Linked DNA regions of Mus musculus: all the other regions are linked to region 2. Evidence: chromatin contacts called from public promoter capture Hi-C data. All regions are on one chromosome and are shown on one strand. Each heading gives the region's core, a stretch centred on a gene start, on an enhancer-like site or on the middle of the called end of the contact. The rest is flanking DNA. Distances are from core to core; before and after follow the strand shown. Region 1 overlaps Xpo4 (exportin 4). Region 2 holds the start of Zdhhc20 (zinc finger, DHHC domain containing 20). Region 3 holds the start of Eef1akmt1 (EEF1A alpha lysine methyltransferase 1).

Region 1 (3,470 bases), core at 387-2,886, 270 kb before region 2:
GTCAACAACAATAACATTCTTACTTTGTCTAAACTATAAGTATACCCTAAATATAACAGCAGCCAGCCAGAAAGAATGCAATGGAAACAGTTTAAGCCTCTTCACATATGCTACATAATTCGTGCCTGAAGCTAAGGAATAAAAGGCATTAAGTGCTGAAAAAAAGAATGCTATAGGAATGTTAGGTAACGGGTTTAATCCTTACATGTGCCATACCAGAGATCTTAATAGAAGCAACAGAAAGGGGGAAAAATGACTTTAAAAACAGACATCAAAAACTAAGCCTAAAGAATCAATTTTGGTAAATTTGCCCCACTACTTTACCCAATATTTTAAACAGCTAAAATCATATACACAAAATGAGTTTCATATAGACTATAGGGAAAAACAGAAGTTTTCCAAAAGAAGTATGTTCACAGGAAAAGAACATGAAAGAGCAACTAAGCTCCATACTAAAACAGAAAAATTGAGATCACAGTACCCCAACACCAAGTCAAAACAAACAATTAAGCAGTTGACAGAAAACACATTTTTATTCAAAATTCCCATAGACTCAAGGGAGGTAGAAAGGCATGGATCTTCCAGGACTCACTGGACAGCCATCTGGCCCACTTGATGTGCTCCAGGCCAGTGAAAAGAGACCCTATCTCCCAAGTAATGACTACAGAAGCTGTCCTCTGTCCTCTACACAGACATATACATATACAAAATATTGAGATTGAGTGAGAAATCTCAACACAGGCATCTAAGATGACATTCTGCAAAAAAAAAAGCAGGCACACATTAATATACATGAGCATACACCGCCCCCAAACACATAATACACTGAGAAAGTAACATTCCCATAGACTCAAACAGTATATAAGGTGTTGAGGTATTCACTATCAAATATGCTTCAATTGAATAAATTTGCTGCAAATAAATTAACCATCATAATAAGTATGTGTCTGTAGATGTTGATGAGTGTAATGTACTCAGTAGCACTGCCATAGTAACTAAGCCTTTAAGAAATGAGAAGGATGCCTTCTTTGCACTTCTTTGTGAAGCAGACTGAACTAGGCAATATTCACATCATTCAGTGAGAAATCTCAATCTAAGATGACACTCCGCAAAGAAATCAGACATACATTCAAATGCTGCCATTTCCTTATACCCAACTCATTCTTTAGTAGAGAGAAATTATTTACAGAAAAAACTGAAGGTAGGTAACACTGCTTTGGAAACCATCCTTTAAAAGTCAGTTGTTTATGAGACTGCTTCTTGTCTGTGAAGAGGGCTACGGAGGGCACTGAGTGGCCCTAAGAAGAAGTCACTGCTTCTTTCTGATGTCATTCTCAAACTCCTAACTGACTAACTGAAGTGAAACCCTGAACAGGCTCACTTAGTATTTCCCTCTTCCTTTATCCGCCCCCTTGTGGACACAGAGAATGAAACCCTAAGGAAAGGAAGCCAGGACAGGACAAAGAGAAACCAGCCAATGACCAATGGAAAGTGGTTCCTTTCCTCAAAAGCACTAGGGGACCTCAGTCTCATTACCTTTTAGAAAAACAAACTGAAGGACTCACAGCTGATATCTGCTGTTTATTGCAACAACAGTCTACTGGCTAGTTTTTCATATGCTTTTGAAATTCACACTGAAGCAGGTAAAGGATCGTTAGTGTTCAGAACAGATTATCTGGGGAAAGAGATCAAGGCTTTATATCTCTTGAAACAGAAAGCAGCCATTTATCTTTTTTAGTTTTAGTGCCATTTTATTTATTTTTTTTTTAAAAGATTTATTTATTTATTATATGTAAGTACACTGTAGCTGTCTTCAGACACTCCAGAAGAGGGCGTCAGATCTCCTTACAGATGGTTGTGAGCCACCATGTGGTTGCTGGGATTTGAACTCCTGACCTTCGGAAGAGCAGTCGGGTGCTCTTACCCACTGAGCCATCTCACCAGCCCCGCCATTTTATTAAAGGTATTTTTATTATGTGAAAGGTCAGTAATGAAATATACTCAATTGTTTAAATAGTGCACGATCTGAGATGGTGTGATGCCCTCGTCAGTCTAGAGATCACATGACACTGTGAGGGGAACACATACATGCAGATCTAGACATCAAAATATATAGAGACAGACCATACATATCAAAATAATGTAAAGAACGAAGGTAGTTCAATTTTTTAATTTTGTTTAAAAAACAAACAAACAAAAAAAAAAACCCCAAAAAGTAAATAAAATTGTTAGTCAGAATTTAGAAATCTAACTTTTCTACTCTTACAACAATGTCCTAAAAACGGCAGAGCCAGGTGCGGTGGCACATGCTTGTAAACCATCACCCGGGAGGCAGAAGTCTACACAGTGAGCTCCAGGACAGCAAGGGCTAGAGACATCCTGATCTCAAACAACAACAAACAAACAGTTGAGTGCTGGCACAAACATCTGGTAAGTAAAAGTGCTTGCTGTGCACATCTGCTGCCTGCCTGAATTCAATCCCTGAAACCCGCCTAAAGGTAGAAGGAAAGCCATTCTGCAGCTCCGTCCTCTGACCCCACAAGTCCCATGGCCCTTGGGCTCTGTGCCAAGACAGCAGGTGCTCATGCTCCCTTTCTCTCTCAAACTACAACAATAAAGTACTTTTAATTAAGACGTTACCTTAATGTTAAAGCAAAGTTCACTAAAAATAGCTTCAATAAACAGTAGTTGCTCTTTTACAAGATTGCAAAGCTTTGGTTCTTACTGAAATATGTTCTGGTTTCCAGATACTATATTTTCTTATCTTTTAAAAACATGTCATCAACAAGAGAGTGGTCTGCTATCGACTGATCAGTGATTTTCACTCTATGCAATACACAGAAGGCAGATCTCATGAAGCAAAAGAATCACAACAGTAAATAGCTATTACTTTAACAACAACAACAAAAAACCTGTATAAATTCCAAATTTTTCTGAGTGATAACTTTAAATACTTTTCTATATATTTAAATATTTGTATATACTTTAACAACAACAACAAAAAACCTGTATAAATTCCAAATTTTTCTGAGTGATAACTTTAAATACTTTTCTATATATTTAAATATTTATATAATTTACATTTTATATAATTCATTTGCAACCAACAAGATAACTGCATTCTGTTTTTTAATAAGTCTGCATCACTTTGAAAATTGTGTCAACCTCATCTAACCTTCCCTTTTTCAGGTTTGACCAAATGACAAAGTCCCAGTGCACAGGCCCTGCCTGTCACCATACTAAGCACAAACCCACTCACTCCCAGCCAAGTTCTAGCACAGGGCAGAACTGAGGTGTTAAAACTCAACCAGGCTTCCAAGTTCAACACCATCTTAATCTCTTGGAAAATCAGTCAGAACTGCATGTAAATTCTACTGTAGCTTGGAGCAGAAACTAATTCAATATTCCCTGCCCCTCTCCATAAAGAGCCTCTCAAATTAAAAAAACAAACAAACAAACAAACAAAACCA
Region 2 (3,206 bases), core at 234-2,733:
GCTGACTTCAGACGAACCAAAAGAGGGTGTCAGATCTCTTTATGGGTGGTTGTGAGCCACCATGTGGTTGCTGGGATTTGAACTCAGGACCTTCGAAAGAGCAATCAGTTCCCTTACCCGCTGAGCCATCTCACCAGCCCGATTTTTTTTTTTTTTCATTCTTGTATTTACCCCGTATGTTTTTCCCCAAAGAAAATCTGTCCTTCAGATAACCGAGGGCTCTGTCTGAAAATTAAAACCACATCACTTCTGGGAAACCAAGGGACTGCTTTTTCTTAGGGTTTTATTTAATAATGCTGACGGGAGACGAACACAGTAAAGAGCCAGTAGGTATAGAACGCACACTCAAAGCTTACAGGCAATTATTTAGTATCACTGACATAGTAATGGCCTAGGGTGTTAATGACAATGAACCAATCGGCTAAGTCATGTAAGTATAATGCAACGCTATTCCTTTATCCCAGGAAATCAGGTAAGAACCATACGGTAAAAAAAATTAAATAAGAAAAATAGCAAAAGTAAAACTAAACCAAAGCCCTAAAACTAAAGGTATAAGCAATACAAACCTACAAAGTAAACAGGCAAAAAAAAAAAGTCATTGAGCTTGCACCTCTCTTGTTCAATTCCTTGTGCCTCAAAACAACATTTTGTGTAAATCCAGCACTGAGACCCCCAGATGAATATTAAAAAGGGTCAAATACAGCTCAGACCAGGGGCTGAGCCCACACTGCAGACCCGGGAGACACACCTCCCTCCCAGGCCCCCAGGCTGCTTTCAGCTTACGCGCTTCTTCTCGCGCAGTTTGGGGAGCAACAATCTGGGAGGAAAAGATTTCTTTGTGCGTGTGTGCGTGTGTTTTAGCCAAACTGACCTCACAAGCCGTCTCAGAAGGGGTTCTCTAGTTCAAAAGGAAAGGCCTTTGTGAGCATTCCGTCACAGAAGGGTGGGAGCCCCAAGGCGACTGCAGCCACCCGGAAGCTTGGAGCGTGGGCGGCGCGCAGGCCCGAACTCGGGACCCCTCGAGCAGCGAGCCGTGGGCAGAAACCCACGGACAGGGGCCCCCACCGCCGGAGAAGCGCGGGCCGGAACCCTCGGACGTGGAACCCACGGGCTGGGGAAGCGCAGGCCGCCCCGCGGAATCAGAACGCGGCGCCGAGGCCTCGGCCTGCCACCCGCGGCCCGGCCCGCCGCCCGCGCCTCCCGTACTCACTCACGCACAGCTCCACCACGTACGCGTAGTAGGACCAGACGACCACAAAGGTGATGAAGAGCACCGGAACCCAGCCCACCACGCGTTGGCAGCAGCGCCAGAGTGTCCAGGGCGCCATGTTCCTCTGCTGACTGCCGGGTCCCGCTGCCCACGATTCTGTAGGACCACAAGACCCCAGCGGCCCTGTCGCCAGCTTCCCCGCCCCCGAGGCTCCGCCGCCGCAAGCAGTGGCGAAGGGCGACGCCACAACTCCGCCCCTCCCTGCGCCTGGCCCGGGTCCGCCCCTGACCCCGCCCTCGGGCCCGCCTCCGGGCCCGCCTCTCATCCCGCTGCGAGCTGTGAAGGGCGACGCTGCAACTCCGCCCCTCCCGGCGCCTGGACCGGGTCCGCCCCTGCCCCGCATCCTGCCGCTCCGCCCCTAGTCCCGCGCCTGGCAATCCCCGTAGGGGGTGGGGCTACCCGGCCGAAGGAGGCGGGGCCTGAAGTTGGGGCGGGGCTTCTGCTCAGGCCCGCCCATGGGATTTGGGGGTGCCTTGGTGGAAAAGAGAGGAGAGTGCTAAGGATGTGTAGGAGGCCATCTAGGACTGGGTGACGAGAGGGATGGGGATGCGCAAGGGGAGAGGAATGAATTCTTAGCTGCCCTGTGTGCCTTGGGTGGCACTCTGTATAACACTCTTCCCCTAGGTCTTTCAGGACCCATACAAGTCGGGTTCCCTATTACATAAGGCTGTGCATCACTCAAGCGTGCAAGCAAGAAAAATATTATATATACTTAAATATAAGACTCCTGTGACTATAATGTGTCTCCAATGAAGAATCCCCTGGGATAATTTGGTCCACGTATCGCTCTCTCCACCATGTTTTGTTTGAATTGGTAGGAGCCTGAGATTTAAGGTGGAAGCCATATACAACAGGTCAGTTTGATTTGGAGTCCACATTTAAGGTTACACCATGAAAGCAGAATATAGAAACAGCCCTTTCCTGGAGTGGGATTTTCAAATATTTACAGCTGGAGATTGCTAAGTAATGACTGCAATCTTAGAATCTAGAAGCCTTGCTGTGAAACATCATAATGTACAATCATTAGGAATAATTTCATACATTCTTTTAAAACACAGTACATTCATTTATTTACATTCTATGTGCGGATGTGCATGGACCACTGCTCATGAGGATGTGTGGCCCAGGGGTTGTCTGAGGACAAATGAAAAGTTTTTAAGTTTGGTTTGGGTTGGTTTGGGTTTTGGCCCTGGGCATAGTGGCACATGCCTTTAATTCCACACACTCAGGAGGAAGAGGACAGTGGAACTCTGTGAGTTTGAGGTCAGCTAAAACAGACTATTTACTAAAGTCTCCAAGAAGAAGGTAACTGCTATTATAGTATGATAAAGACTTAGTAAAATGAGTATTAATATTTAGTCACCATACACTACTGTTACATTAAAGTAACATGTATACAATAAGAAAATTGCAACATGCCCTAAAGATGACATTAGGACCCAGAAGTGCACACCTTTAATACCAGCACTTGGGAGAGAGAGGCAGGTAGATTTCTAAGTTCAAGGCCAGCCTGGTCTACAAAGTGAGTTCCAGGACACCCAGAGCTACACAGAGAAACCCTGTCTAGAGAAAAAAAAAAAAAAAAAAAAGCAAACATATTCTGACTTCAAATTTTTGACTACATATTAGTGGCAAAATTGACCCAACTCTAGGGCACTAAGGTGGGTAAAATTCAGCTATTTTCCCAGAAAAACTGTCTCAAAGAATTAAGATACAACATGGAATCTGGAGGCTAAGGATGGAGCCCAGTGGAAGACCACATAAAACTCATGTGTGGTGATAGGTTCAGTTCCCAGTGAGGTGTGTGTGGGTGGTGGGTGGTTTTGACAGAATTAGGACTGACAGAAAAACTAGTATTAAGAATGCTGTCTCAGGGGCTGGAGAGGTGGCTCAGTGGTTAAGAGCACTGACTCCTCTTCCAAAGGTCCTGAGTTCA
Region 3 (3,206 bases), core at 517-3,016, 320 kb before region 2:
AATTGTGTTAAGCAGGTCTGAAAAGGGCTGTGTCATATTAAACTGACCTGGAGTGTTTACTGGCTCATATTCTAGATCAGTGGTTCTCATGGGAGAGCCAGGAGTCACTCTTCTTCTAGGAGAAAGACTTGCAAACAGCTGGAAACATTTTTGGTTATCATAATCAAGGGCATTGCTGGCAACCAGTGGACAAAGGTCAGCTATGACTCTGAACTTTCTACAGTTCATAGGACAACCCTCTACTTCAAAGATCTGTCCAAAATATCCTTAGTGCAGAGGTCCAGAAACCCCAGAGACAAAGAAATGGCAAGACAGCTATTGCTCTATGTCAGAAATGTGGCTCAGCACCTAAGGGCAACAGGGAAGAACCTGATGGGAAATAAAGTCAAGGCCTTGCCTTGATAGGAAAAATGGAAATGGGGTTACAGGAAGATGGGACTACCGTGGGGAAAGGGTCAGCAGCGGCAGCAGCAGCAGGGATTCTTCATTTCTATAAAAATCTTCTAGTTCTAGTCGGGCGTGGTGGTGCACGCCTTTAATCCCAGCACTCAGGAGGCAGAGGCAGGTGGAGTTCTGAGTTCGAGGCCAGCCTGGTCTACAGAGTGAGTTCCAGGACAGCCAGGGCTACACAGAGAAACCTTGTCTGGAAAAACAAAAAAAAACAAAACCAACCCCCCCCCCAAAAAAAAAACCCAAAATCAAAACAAACTTCTATTCCCATGCATCAGATCTACGAAAGCAACAACAAAAAACTAACAATACTGTATGTCAGAGTATCTAAGTACCTTCTCCAAGATATTTAGGTCAAGAGAGTTTAAGCCAGCAGAAAGAGAATGAAACAAAGTTTCTTTCCAGAGTCGTTAGTAAACTGCAGGAAGGGTAGCTGTACTAGTAGGCGAATAGAATGACCTGTCAAGTATGCTCAACCTGCGGCTCAGAGACAGGCACCCACAGTCACTAGAAATGACATTGTTCTCAACTTGTTTGTTCCCTGAGCGTGAACTCTGTAGATGACAATGCCTGGCAGATATTCTCTAAGTAATCTTATTGATTCAAGACAGTTGTGTTGCCTTGGCTGTCCTAGAACTTGCTCTATCTATCTACCTATGAATGAATGATAGGATTTCTTTGTGTAGCCTTGGCTGTCCAGGAAAATTCTCTGTAGACCAGGCTGGCCTTGAACTCAGAGATCTGTCTGCCTGTGCATCTCGAGTGTATAAAAATCGTGTGCTTTCATTTTCATACAAGTCTCTGCCTGAGGGAAGTCCTTCACTTCCTAAATACTGTTTATTATTTAAAGAAAGATTGTTGGGTGTGGTGACACGGGAAAAATGAGGGATCAATGAGTCTGAGTTCGAGGCCAGCCTGGCTATACAGTGAGACCATCTCAAAATAATAAATCCCACCATGACCTGAGATAAAACTTGCACAGAGAAAGCAAGCCACAAACACACAACAAGGTAAGTTTGGATGAACAGCCCGGCCAGCCAAACCCCATGCTAAGGCTCAAGGCTTCCTCGTGTCCATGCATATATATCCCTTCCCCAGGCACCATTCCGACCGGACCACTAAGGACTTGTTTCCGGCTCAAGATGTCCAAGAAGAAGGACCCCGCAGAGACGAGGCCCCTACTGGGAAAGTCTCCAAGGGTCAGTATGGACCCGGTTCGGAACCCACCCAAAACATCCCTTGACCCTCCGCCGCCACACTCCGTGGCCGCCACTCACCACTGACGCATGCGCAGTCGTCACAGTGCGGGGGTGGGGTGAGGGTTGGCGGGGACCTCCGCGTTTGCGCTGGTGCAGACCAGACGGTGGGAGCCAATGAGCGTCTAGTCCCGCCCAGTCAGCTTCCGGCTTCTACAACCCAGGTTTTAATTAGGTTGCGGTAGTCTGGCTGTTTGGTACTTTGGAGTCAGTCTTAAACCTTTCAAACCAATTAGTCTTTCAGAGCTTTCAGTGTTGAATTCACAGTATATGAACACATATTTTACCAATCTATCATGGTAGCTGGCACACAGTTTTCCTTAATCAAAACTAATGCTCCCTTTGATTCGGCAATTCTTAAATCACATGTAATCTTTTCTTTCCCAGGGACAGGCAAACTTCACTATGTTCCTGCTGTTCGGTTCTCTCTTTATCGATTTCCTGATCTGGCTGAAGGGCTTTAAATCACCGCTCAGATGCTGACGCCACTCAAAAAGCAGCTTGATAATGAACTGTCACAATTTCTACATACAGTAGTGTTTCGTCTGTAGAAACCCATACTTCATTTTGATTTCGATTTCTCTAAACGAATGACTACTCTATTAAACCAAATAGATCAAATCAAGTGTAACTTATCAAAATGGCAATCAAGAAAAAAAAACTATTGAAAAGGAAGAAACCATCTACTTATAAGACTCAAAAAAACCTGTTTTAAAGCAAACTATTTTGCACCTAATTTTTTAAAGCTTCCATTCCTTTTAAGTATGTATGCCACAATGATTATCTTCGTGTATTCAATTATATGCTATTTTTAAATATTAAAGTGTCTGAAGACACAAGAAAGCTCTACCTTTTTGGTTTTTTTTCAACAAGAGTTTCTTGATGTAGTTCTGGCTGGCCTGTATACATTGTAATTAAATGTTTCTCACAGATCATAAAATTAGTATCAAAGACAAACTAGTCTTTATTGAAGTGAAAAAGTTTTTCAGTCAAATTGGATCCAAAAGATGCTTTCAAATCACATTTTTTTTTAATAATTATTTATTATATGTAAGTACACTGTAGCTGTCTTCAGACACTCCAGAAGAGGAAGCCCGATCCCATTACAGATGGTTGTGAGCCACCATGTGGTTGCTGGGATTTGAACTCAGGACCTTTGAAAGAGCAGTCGGGTGCTCTTACCCACTGAGCCATCTCACCAGCCCCCCACATTTTAATTAAGGAATTATTTCTTTTATATTTAGTAATGGTGCTGAGAGAATACCTTGGAAGATCTCTTAAGATAGAAATATGTGGTCCTGGGTCCCTAGTGGTCAGGGGAGACAGGTAATTCTCTGTGAGCTTAAGGTTTAGACTACACAAGTTTATGGAGAGCAGGACTACATACGAAGACTCTGTCTCATAAAAACAACAAACTAACAGACTAACTAACTAACTGAGTTTTTCTTTTTCTTATTTATTTTTTGTGTTGGGACCAAGTTGAGTCTCCAGCTTTAACCT

Evidence for each region. Promoter capture Hi-C pulls out the DNA fragments that hold promoters and counts their contacts.
Region 1: a contact with region 2 is called in a promoter capture Hi-C map of the HPC-7 cell line. The contact joins the enhancer-like site here to the promoter of Zdhhc20 in region 2. A contact is called at or near these places in 8 of 39 promoter capture datasets (the 3T3-L1 cell line, the C10 cell line, the HPC-7 cell line and 4 more) and 2 of 115 datasets of contacts at active chromatin or transcription factors (embryonic stem cells and memory CD8 T cells).
Region 3: a contact with region 2 is called in a promoter capture Hi-C map of pre-B cells. The contact joins the promoter of Eef1akmt1 here to the promoter of Zdhhc20 in region 2. A contact is called at or near these places in 3 of 39 promoter capture datasets (liver, macrophages and pre-B cells), 1 of 484 Hi-C or Micro-C datasets (pre-B cells), 3 of 115 datasets of contacts at active chromatin or transcription factors (effector CD8 T cells, memory CD8 T cells and microglia) and 2 of 9 other capture datasets (adipose tissue and liver).

The regions. Positions count from the first base shown.
Region 1 is chr14:57,618,260-57,621,729 of GRCm38.p6, forward strand. The region is part of intron 6 of Xpo4 (exportin 4); the gene reads right to left. Among named protein-coding and RNA genes, the nearest start is that of Xpo4, 45 kb to the right of the region's middle. Within about 2 kb of position 1,637, at least 25 of the 459 cell types and tissues checked have an H3K27ac peak or open chromatin away from gene starts, as enhancers often do. A contact at or near this core is called in the HPC-7 cell line, where this site is marked.
Region 2 is chr14:57,888,853-57,892,058 of GRCm38.p6, forward strand. Zdhhc20 (zinc finger, DHHC domain containing 20) reads right to left here and starts at 1,484. Exons shown (of 13, transcript NM_029492.5): 1 at 1,211-1,484. The coding sequence starts at 1,328.
Region 3 is chr14:57,569,816-57,573,021 of GRCm38.p6, forward strand. Eef1akmt1 (EEF1A alpha lysine methyltransferase 1) reads right to left here and starts at 1,767. Exons shown (of 5, transcript NM_026526.3): 1 at 1,728-1,767. 1700039M10Rik (RIKEN cDNA 1700039M10 gene) reads left to right here and starts at 1,799. Exons shown (of 2, transcript NR_152103.1): 1 at 1,799-1,870; 2 at 2,094-2,553.